Linked DNA regions of Triticum aestivum: region 2 is linked to region 1. A link is a contact called in public Hi-C data. All regions are on one chromosome and are shown on one strand. The core of a region is the stretch at or near the end of the contact, and the rest is flanking DNA. Distances in the headings are between cores, read along the strand shown.

Evidence for each region. Hi-C and Micro-C count contacts between places; a contact is called where the count stands out from the background.
Region 2: a Hi-C map of leaf shows a contact between it and region 1, with 3 times the contacts expected there. The contact joins the promoter of LOC123111390 here to the promoter of LOC123111386 in region 1. A contact is called at or near these places in 3 of 5 Hi-C or Micro-C datasets (all in leaf).

Annotation. Positions count from the first base shown.
Region 1 is chr5B:280,314,878-280,320,423 of IWGSC CS RefSeq v2.1, reverse strand. LOC123111386 (probable protein phosphatase 2C 73) reads left to right here and starts at 2,430. Exons shown (of 5, transcript XM_044532176.1): 1 at 2,430-2,749; 2 at 3,163-3,513; 3 at 3,685-3,802; 4 at 3,897-4,120; 5 at 4,329-4,983. The coding sequence starts at 2,573. The coding sequence ends at 4,742.
Region 2 is chr5B:280,701,480-280,707,025 of IWGSC CS RefSeq v2.1, reverse strand. LOC123111390 reads left to right here and starts at 2,684. Exons shown (of 3, transcript XM_044532180.1): 1 at 2,684-3,589. The coding sequence starts at 2,789. It overlaps LOC123111389, which reads left to right. Exons shown (of 12, transcript XM_044532178.1): 9 at 896-972; 10 at 1,322-1,423; 11 at 1,664-1,859; 12 at 2,054-2,434. The coding sequence ends at 2,143.

The DNA.
Region 1 (5,546 bases), core at 1,181-3,680:
AAAAAGATCACTCCCGAAGGTTTCATTCCGTTTGGACTCCGTTTGATATTCCTTTTCTTCGAAACACTGAAATAGGCAAAAAAACAACAATTCGGGTTGGGCCTCCGGTTAGTAGGTTAGTCCCAAAAATGATATAAAAGTGTAAAGTAAAGCCCATAAACATTCAAAACGGGTAATATAATAGCGTGGAACAATAAAAAATTATAGATACGTTGGAGACGTATCACCCTTCTCGCTTCTACTTCACCTCCTCCCACTTCCTCTCCCGGTTCCTAATCACCTTCTTGGCCGGAGCAAGCCCATCTTGTGTTGGCATGGTTGGATCACTACCCTCATCTTCATTGAGCATGGCGGTATTAGAAATCGAATCCTAGGCATGATACATCATGTCCCATGCCAATGTCATCTTCAAGTCCCAACTTGGGTACGCCTTCCAGAGTCCTCGCTGAGGTGCTTCACACTGTCAATAAGAATGAGAGGATTGAAGAAGTAAATCCATAGGTTCGTCTTCACGGTCTACTCTAATTTGCCCAATCTAGGACTCTCGAATGCGACGTCTTTCTCTAAGACGGAATTGGCAACAGCGGTGAGCCACTTGTTTTGCCTACTTAAGTGCAACCAACAATGCATATAGATGAAGTGCTTCTTCTCCATCTTTGGGTATAGCCTGCACGCACGTATGGGCTAGCTAATGAAGACAATGGAGGGTCAACAAGTTGAACAAGTCACAAAACTTACGAGCTGTTGGATTGTGTGCCACTTGGCCACCGGATTTTCACTTGATTGTAGAGGCCGCAAAACTTTTTGACTCGCTCTTGAATGGTGTACCATCGATTGGTGAGCGACTTCCATTGCGTTGATGGACCACTTCCTTATGGTAGGGATCGTAGTGCTTTCTCTTGTGAAACCAAACATGGATACTATGCCTCACACAACAATTCATCCTCCTTGATGCATTCCGAGAACGCAGCCTTACGGGCGTCCACCGCCACCCGGTCCTCCGACTTTGGCGGGATAATGATCATCTCCGTTAGGTCATCCAATGATGGATCCATCGCGGTGGTGGACGGCGGAACATGCCGGAACAGTGAGGGAGACGACAATTGGGGTGGAGACAGTGAGAAAGAGTGTCTTTCGCATGAGCACCAAACCCTATTGTTGCAAGGTCGCTGATATGCTATGACATGTTCGATGATGCTTCCGAGGGCGGCCGTGCAGGGAGAGGAGCATGCTGCGTGCGGGTGAGGGGTTATAGGTGAGCATCACCACCTGTTGTTGCGAAGGATGCAGTCATGCTGCAACGCGGCTGGCGATGCTGCTGGTGATGTTGTGAAGCAGTGCCAGCGACCAGCGATACCGCCGGTGATGATAGTCCACGAGCTGTGGGCTGGCGAGATGCTGCATTTGTGTGATGCTGGGAGAAGCGAAGCAACATGCGGTCCATCTGATGTGTTGCCAATTGGACGGCCCATGAGCCTCCGGCGACGGGAATCATTGAAGCTTTGAGGGGAATGTCGGTGGTGACGCAAGGGACCATCAGAACTTCAGGCGACACTGCAATGTCGGCAACGACGGATGCTACGAGCAGGCTACAAGGTGCAAAGCGATGGTCGACGCTGCGACGGTGGTGGCGGTTGCCTGCTAGCATGGGCTGTGCTTGTGCAAGTACGATCAACGCTGTGACGGGACAGGATGACAAGTGGTGTTTTTTTTTTTTTTTGAATTCGACAAGTGGTGTTGATTGTGCAAGCTACAAGAGAACGGAAGACGATCAGAGGGTCACACACTGCCTTATCGAATGGCTGTAGAGGCGGTTTATATTTTCGCCACTATAGTCGTTTGGCTCCTACTGGCCATACTTAATCGCCAATTGATCCATGCCGGATGACGCCTAGCGTGTCATTAAATTAAGAAGGAAAAGACATTTTTCACATATGTTGGGTTGGGCCGGGCCTGGCCAGGCTTTGACATTTTCAGATCAGACTTGTCCGGGCCAAGAATTATCATCAGGCCTAGCCCAAACAAGGCACTTTGGCAGCGACCGCTGCTACCTGCAAACTGCAACACTGGCTAGAGCTCAGAATTCATGGACGTTAGGCGAGCGGCGAGCGGTACCAAGCGCGTTATGGCACTGCAAACTCGCAAGGATTTTCATGGAGAGACAGGTGAGCCTCCTCTGACGCCCAGCCAGAGCCAGAGCCAGTGAGATGCGCATTGAAGACGACGACGGGCGCAGGAGGCAGGCATCTCACGTTGGCGCCCACAGCTACAGGCAACAAGAGTTGCTGAGGAGCATTGAATGCGGCCGCGTCACCACCATTAGCGGCGTCCGTCCCCATCTACCTCCAGGACGGGGCGCCCATGTCCTCTCGCCATTAATGGCGCCCCAACGCTATAAATGGCAAGATAAACATCCATTCACCCCACTCTCTCGCTCGCTCGCTCACGCGCACACACGCCCGCCCGCGCGCATTAAACTCCGAGATGCCCATCCCGTTCCGTGCACCTCTGCTTGCAGCTGCAGGAGCGAGCTAGCTAGGTTCTAGGTAGCTGCCGAGATTTGGCTGCGGCAATGGGGATCTGCTGCAGCAGGGAAGGAGGGGGGAGGGAGCTCGAGGAGACGGAGGGGTGGTTCCCCTGGAAGCACGACGACTTCTTGCAGGAGCAGCTCGCCGGCGCCGCCGGGGTGTCCATGCACACCAAGCAAGGGTGGAAAGGCGTCAACCAGGACGCCATGGCCGCCTGCCAGGTAAGGTCAAGCTTTCCTTTCCTTCCCTCCCCTTCCTTGTAGCCATGGGAGATATGTTCTTTTCTTCGCTGCAAGTTGAATCGGCAGCTTTTTGCAGTAGTACTAGGTCCATCTCTGCTACTAGCTTTGCTCAAACTGAAAAACTTTGGAACCTGCAATACACCTGAGATACTGTAATCACCACACATGTACCTCACCATCTTGATTGCTCACCATTGCCCTGATCTCCTATGTAGTACGTACTCTACTTAGTCTCATGACATATTTATTGCTCACCAGTGTACTAATATCAGCATGAATGCAGCATTAGAAACTGAAATCCGTGGCAGATAGTATCAGTATGGCCTAGCTGCTAGATTATGTGCAAAATTTACTTGAGACATAAGATAATCTTGATGTGTCAAGATGATCAGGACTTCGCCGGGCACAAGGGCCAGATCTTCTGCGGAGTCTTCGACGGGCACGGGCCCCTCGGCCGGGACGTCGCACGGCATGTCCGAGACTCCCTTCCCAAGAAGCTGTCCGCCTCTCTGGCACCGAGAGCTGAAGACGACGCCCTCTCCAGCAACAGCAACGCGGACATGGATTCGTTCGACAAGTCGGATTGCACCTCGTCCAGCGACACCAGCGAAGAGCACCAGCTGCTGTCCTCGTGGAAGAGCTTGATCGTGAAGGCGTTCGAGGACGTCGACGAGGAGCTGAGGCAGCATTCCGGGATCGACTGCCTTTGCAGTGGCACCACTGCTGTCACCGTCGTTAGGCAGGTAATAGATACTAGATGGTTTTAAATTTCAGTTTCAGAAATATTTCAGCACCTACCGAAATTACCGAATTTCAGTGGTTCCAGTTTGCATTTCGGCCAAAGCACCGAAATGTTCACTTGAAATTTAGAAGTATATTTGAAAGTTTCAATTGTTGCTATTTTTTGCATACAGGGTGATCACTTGATCGTTGCAAATTTAGGCGATTCGCGCGCTGTTCTCTGCGCGCGGGACAGCAAGGGCCGCCCGGTTTCGGTGCAAATCACCACCGACTTAAAGCCAGATCTTCCTGGTCAGCCTCTGAATTTCTCATGTCATACTTGCCTGTAGGTGGTACGTACACTTGTTAACTGCAACTTGCAATGTATCTTCTGGACTTGTCGTAGGTGAGGCTGAGAGGATCCTGAGTTGCAAGGGGAGAATCTTCGCCATGGACGATGAGCCCGACGTGCCTAGGCTGTGGTTGCCGGACCAGGACGCGCCGGGCCTCGCCATGGCAAGGGCTTTCGGAGACTTCTGCCTCAAGAACCATGGTCTCATCTGCACACCCGAAGTGTACTACAGGAAGCTGTCAGAAAAGGATGACTTCTTGGTGCTTGCCACTGATGGGGTAACAAGAGTGGATTTCCTCTAGTTTCATGTCCATTACATTCCAATCATGCTCCAACTTCCTTTAGTTAAGAACAGTTCCTGACACTATTGCAACTTAAATTAAGATAACATAAATCAAATCCTTTATGATCAGGCTGACATCAAGCAACTGTTAACTGAAGTAGACTCGTCTCTGTATCTTCTTATCTAACCACACAGTGTTGCAGATATGGGACGTGCTATCCAACAAGGAGGTGGTCAAGATCGTCTCGTCGGCCTCCGACCGCTCAAAGGCGGCAAAGCAGCTCGTGGACCGGGCGGTTCGCGCGTGGCGGCGCAAGTTCCCGACGTCGATGGTCGATGACTGCGCGGCTGTCTGCCTCTTCCTGAAGCCAGCAGCCATTTCATCTGAGGAAGACAGCACGACCAAGCCGCCTCACGCACCTGTGTTATCGTTCACCGGGAGTTTCCGCAAGGCTCTGGGCGGCGGTGAGGCGGAGGAGGGGACGGCTGTGTGGAGGGCGCTGGAAGGGGTGGCTCGGGTGAACTCGGTGATCCGGCTTCCCAGGATGCTGAGCCGGCGGTGGCGGTCCGCGTCCATGGATGAAAACAACGACCAAGAATCATCCAAGGTTGATTGACTGATCGATTCATGCTCATGCATTGCCAAACTTTAAAAAGGATAATATTTTAGAACTTGATTCATAGTAGTTTCATACGTCGTGTTCACGCATTCAGGCTCTTCAGATTGGACATTAATTCAGTTGGCATGTACGCTTGTTGGGTTTGGTGTGTGTTGTGGTACCAATTGGACAAGAGGCATGACCCAAGTTTGTAATGGATTCAACTTTTTATTATATCTCAAAAGATGAATTGGCAGCAGTTTTTTCTGTCCGACTGATTTGAAGATGGCTGACCAGGCCAGCCTCATGGTATGAACTACTCCCTCCGTTCCTAAATATAAGTCTTTATTTCAATATGTTTTTTTTAGAATCACCGGAGGAGTCCCTCCACCTAAATATATTACTCAAACTGGCCATAATGCCAGACGAGTGATCTAGTTTATAAGGAATATCAGATCGAAAACCTTAACAAATTTACCGTGTTAATAAGGAAAACCGGACTGAAAACCATACAAGAACAAATGTTACAAGAAGAGAAGAACAGGGATGCCCAACAAAAGGCATGATCTAGCTAGCAGACTAACAGGACCAAATAGATGAGGGGTACGTCGAAGGATCACAATACCAAGACTCTACAAGCAACCTAACGCACCGCACCGGCGTGCGTATCAAACTCCACGGCACAACAGAGGAGAATCCACAATCAACGGGTGCGAAAGCTTAATACGAACCTTGACTGAGAGCTCCGCCACTGAGAGATTCCAATATGAACTACTTACATATGTATATAGACATAGTTTAAAGAGTAGATTCATTCATTTT
Region 2 (5,546 bases), core at 1,435-3,934, 390 kb before region 1:
GAGAACTACGAAATCCTAAGCAGTTACAGATAAGAACCTCCATGTCGGAGAATGGTCCATAGAATATGGAAAAAGTAACTCTTCGATCTATATGTGATGGTCTCCTCTGTTGTTGCTGGGTATTTTTCCTACTTTTAGTCAGCATCTGCTGGGGAAACCACACCTTGTTTCAGTGCGCATGTTAAAAAGGAGGATTAGCATAAGTTGGTTTTCAGCGGGTTGCTCTTGCTTGAATTACCATAAGTTGGCCTAACATTGTAGCATCTTATCCCAATGTTGTAGATTTCTCCACCATAACCTCCACACCACTGCCTAATATCCACAACAATGTCTTTGACATACTCGATGGTTCCTTCTCCCACGAGGATCACCAGAAATACCATGCTGGTTTTGGCTTTAACTGGATGGGGTCAGGGTTAAGTCTTCTGTAAGGAAAAAAAACAGGGGCTCCGCAAATTCACTACAGATGTATGGAATTTAGAAGTTTGCCCTGCTTAAGCAGGGAGACAGTCTCTTATTCATGTGAACAAATGAACAAAAATGTGTTCCTGGATTATGAACATAAATAACTTCTAGGCTGGGTGTTGGTCTCCACTGCTTATTTGCATTAAATTTGTAAAATTTACTTTTTGTTGACTAGCAAAACTCGTTAGTATCTTTTACTTTGTAAAATGCATCTAAAGCTGGCATCAAGGAGGACCATTTTATGGAAAGATAATGATTGTCCTGATGCAAAAGTGCGTACTTCTGTAGTACTCTGTATAATTGTTCTTGTTTCTCTATTTGCTATTTATGGTTTCTTACTCATGTCCATATAATTATATATTCCAGCCTATAAACCTCTATGATGTGATGATTGCTTTTGTCTGAATAATCTGTGGTGCTTGGTTTTCAGCGCTTTTCTCTAGCTGGTGCAGAACTTAATGGTGTGATTTATGCAGTTGGCGGTTTCAATGGCGTTCAGTATCTGAGGTGATATCCTTTCACCACTTGTACTTATTTTGGCAAGTTTCAGTTACAAACTGATTTAGGTACTATCAACCCAGCAAAAGTAAGTAGTTTAGTGCAGCAATGCAACCTGCAAAAGTCCTAGAGCACATTTCATAACTCATGGCTTAGTGCATATTACTCTGTCGACCCCCTTTTCGAGCAACAGAGAAACACTCTCCTTATATCGAAGCAGTATGTAAATCTGTAATCAACTGAGTACGGTATTCATTAGCCTATTTTCTTTATGGCTTGCATGACAATGAACTTGTTATTTCTTCAAAGTGAGAATGCATAATTTCCATTTTGCTAATAGTACGATGTTTGTTACCAGCTCTGCTGAGAGGCTTGATCCTAGGGAGCCTAACTGGAAAATGCTCCCAGCAATGAGTACAGTAAGAGGTTGTCATACAGTGGCAGTGCTTGATGAGAAGATGTAAGTACGTGCATCTCTTTTTACAGATCAGGACGGTCCACTAGAAATTGTAGAACGTGGGCATCTAATTAAGTCTCTGGTATAGCTCTTTGTGGTAAATCACGGGGACGGGGGATCAGCGTAAATTTTGTATGATGTCGGCCCATGTGATCCAAAATTTTGTTTTACTGACTCTTGCTACAACTGAAAACAGCATAGATGCCCGTCATGGTGCTTAGCAATGCCGTGTTTTTCTTTCAGATATGTAATGGGTGGTTATGATGCTGATGCTGGAGCAATGGCATCCACCGTTGAGTTGTACGAGCCAAGAATGCCGTCATGGGTGATGGTGGAACCAATGAACTACACCAGAGGGTACCACTCTTCAGCTGTGCTCGGTGGTTCGATATTCACTCTGGGTGGGGTCAAAGGTGAAGCAGATACAATCTTGGATGTGGTAGGTAGCTACACCCAGATGCAATTTTCCGCCGAGCACCATACGGCTGCTAACATCCAAACTATACTACTGCCTAGATTACCCTTCAGTTTCAGCCGTTTTATCACTTGATTTTCTCGCTGTTTGATGTGTAGTTTCTCAGAAAAATTGTGCTGATCAACTGTTGAAACGCCTTGTGTTGGATGGATTGTCAGGTGGAGCGCTACAAGGAAGGCTGTGGTTGGGTGAATACAGGGATGAAGTCAATCGGCAGCAGATGCTACTGCTCTGCCATTGTTCTCTGACCGACCGGCTTTCTCTGATCTACGGACACTTCGAACCTATACCTACTAGTATCTAAGTATCTATCTAAGCTGCTGCTGCTGATGAGTGAACTGCAAAGCAAACTGTTAAGACCCTGGAGGGTCCTCTCTTTGTCTTTGTCTGAATTCAGAAGCCCTTGTCTCTTGAACCGAGAAAACCACTGTCCAGTTTCTCGTTTCTTGTTTTTTTGGATCTTAATTCACAATGCAGCGAACATCTGATTCGAAACTGAACTGAAATGCGAAAAGGGACACGAACTATATGGACGAACATTTGATTTGTTGCCGTATGCTTATGGTCGTTTTTCGCTGTTGTTTGCCTTCCTGTTGTTTACTGAAGCAACTTCAGGGCACCAGACACAGCAAGAGAACATCAGGGTTTAGATTCAGGCCCGGCTTGAAGCCCTGCCATGATCCTTGATTTTTCAAAACATTCTTGAAGATGGTTTCAAAAGATCTTTTATTTGCCATATTTTATGTACTTTTTTTATATAAAAAAACGTAAAATTGTACTAGAACTGTAGAAGCAGGGCAATATGATGTGCAGAAAGCGGTCGTTGAGATAGTAAAGAGGACGTGCAGACTACTGACCTTTACACGTCCCCATCGATCCCATCACACCCACCGATGGCCGTCGGCGAGGAGGTCAAGCTCTCCATCTCCGGCGCCGCCCTCGCGGCGCTCCTCCACCGCTGCGGGGCCGCCGCGGGTGACTGCGACGGCCTCCTCTTCGGCCGCGCCCACCGCCCCCCTCCGCCGGCTCCCACCCTCTCCGACTACGACGACCAAGCCCCCGCCGCCCCGTGCCTTTTCATCTCAATCTCCGGCCACTCCTCCCTCTCCCACCCCTGCTCCCTCTCAGATCCCCTCGGCCGCCCCAACCCGCCGCCACCCTCCTCCCCTTGCCCCCTCGGCTTCTTCTCGTCCCGCCGGCGCACCCCTCTCCGCGCCTCCATGCGCGAGCACGCCCTCGCGTGCTCCCTGTCCAAAACCCTATCGCCCCTCACCCACCCGCTCCTCTTCATCCTTGTCTCCCCCTCCGCTTCCGACGACCTCTCCACCCACTCCTTCGACTACCGCGCTTTCCTCCTCGTCGGATCCCGCCTCGTCCCGACCTCGCTCACCGTCGTCAACGTCGGCCCCGGCTTCCGGGACCAGTACCACTCCTTCGCCCCGGAGTCGCCCTTCCCGTTGCTGACGACTCAGCCGCCGCCGGCGGCGCCCCAAGCAGAGGATGCTTACAGCATTGGGGAGCAGAAGGCCGTCGATGCGATGGTGGACGGGTTTGGGCTGGGGAGGCTGCAAGGGCTCGTCTGCGCTGCAGCTGGGCAGGCGGCGGAGATGGATAGCATGTATGCCGGGATGCTCCATAGGATGGAGAAGCTCGCAAGGGAGGTGGAGAAGAGCAATCACCGCGTGCTCGACCAGGTTGTCTTCTCATCCTGCCTATCATGCTGTTCTTAGAGTGATTACATGCAGAATGCATTTAGGAGCTATTGCGCAAACCATCTAGTGGTTGAATTGTGTGCTTTGAGGGGTTCTTGCAATTTAGTCAGTAATTCAGTATGTTGGTTTGGAGCTACATCTTGCAAAGTTTTAATCGAAAATGATCAGCTGGGAGCAACGGTGACTATTATTCATGCAAAAATAGTTGCATAGTTTGGCAAGAAACATTTCCTTATGCAAGGGTGGTAGTTATTCATGTCTACGCAGAGTAGTGTGTAGTGTAGAGAACTAGTCATTCTGGTCAATATTTGATTCTCATTCGTCACAACAGGTTCACTCGTGTAGATTATGCATGGGATATGAAGTTTCCTTTCCTTTCAAGAGTGCATTGTTTATGCTCAATTGGTTGTCAGCACTCATGAAATAGCTTTCAAGAGTATTTTTCATGTAATCGTATGCCACAGCTGCACTCATGGAAGTATATAGATAAGCTAACCAAATAGCTACATGTTCAGTCCCAAATCCAAAAAAGTCTCGCCATCACTCCCTCAGTCTATCTCCTATTTCAATCTTCTCTATGCAACTAACCTGCCTCCACCAAGATGCTTGATTCCATGAGCTAAAATATCAACTATAAAGTCCCAGTAAAATGGCTTGCAGTGCCAATTGGAATTTGGGCCTAGAGCTGCTCTTGTTCAAGTCAAGAAAAGGCGGAACATACTGAGTTGGAGAAAGGGTTTATAAAGGCAGGGCCAGTCCTGAGATTTGGAGAGCCCAGGGCAAAACTAGAAACTGGGGCCCTTGATATGCAAAAGAAGAACAAATCAGTTTTTCTTGTGGAAAAAAAAATCTGAACACCCCATGTCGGTGAGCCGTATGTATATTTGAGATTTAGTTGGCCTAAAGGAGGAAGAGAAGGTCGCTGCCACATTTTAAATGTATTGATCACCCATCACGGTATAATTGTTTTATATCTTCAGAAAGAAGAGGGCGAATCTCACTAAATATACCGAGAAAAAAGTTAAATTTTCTATGAAAATGCAAATCAGATAAGGCTTTCAGAAAAGATATTTTTACTTGTGGTAGAAAATAATAATGAGAATACAAATCTGAAAAAGCCTTTACACGAAACTGAAAAGTAAAATGAATGAAGAAAGCTAAAATACTATCAGTGTGCCATGCGCAGTTTGCGTATTTAGCTGGCAAACTCACCCCCAAAGAGAGGATGTGTATTATCATGGTTTTGCCTTCACGTGCCATGTGGTGCTCATACACACAGAAAGCCAATTATAAACCGTTAGAAAATTAAATAGCTGAACCATGTGTTGTACTAATTGATTGCTCGAGTCAACACGGGAACCTGCTATCTACTACACCGGGCTTTAGTCCAAGATTGAGCGACGAAGCGAAGCGTCGCAAGGGGCATACTCACACCGCGTAGGCGTGGTTATCTGTCCATGGTGTCACGCCACCTGGCCTGCCTCTGGCCTGGCGCCTGTGCTGCTACTTAGCTGCGTTGTGTGCTGGCCAGGCCCAGTTAGTACAGACTACATACGGTATATCTGGGGCCCAGGGCGTCCGCCCTGCTCGCCCTACCCCAGGGCTTGGCCTGTATAAAGGCACGTTCAATGTTCTGAGAAAACCGAAGGTAAGAAATCCTTGGCCTCTCTGCATCCGCACCTAAACATTTGGTCTAGCAAATTTTTTTCTGGGTCCAGAGCTAGTTCAGGCCTCAAGCCCAAGTATCCAAAGGAATGAGAACATGAGGTGAGAACAAAATGGTGGAGGTTAAGAGACAATTATGGGACCGTGGGCACAGGGCGTCAGTTTGGAAAAGGCGCTACTGTTCTTACTTACTGGTGGGAGTCAGTACTAGAGGTGCAGGCGAAGTTTTCCATTGAGCAGAACAATGGGAATTTAGCCTCGCCAAGGTGGTGGC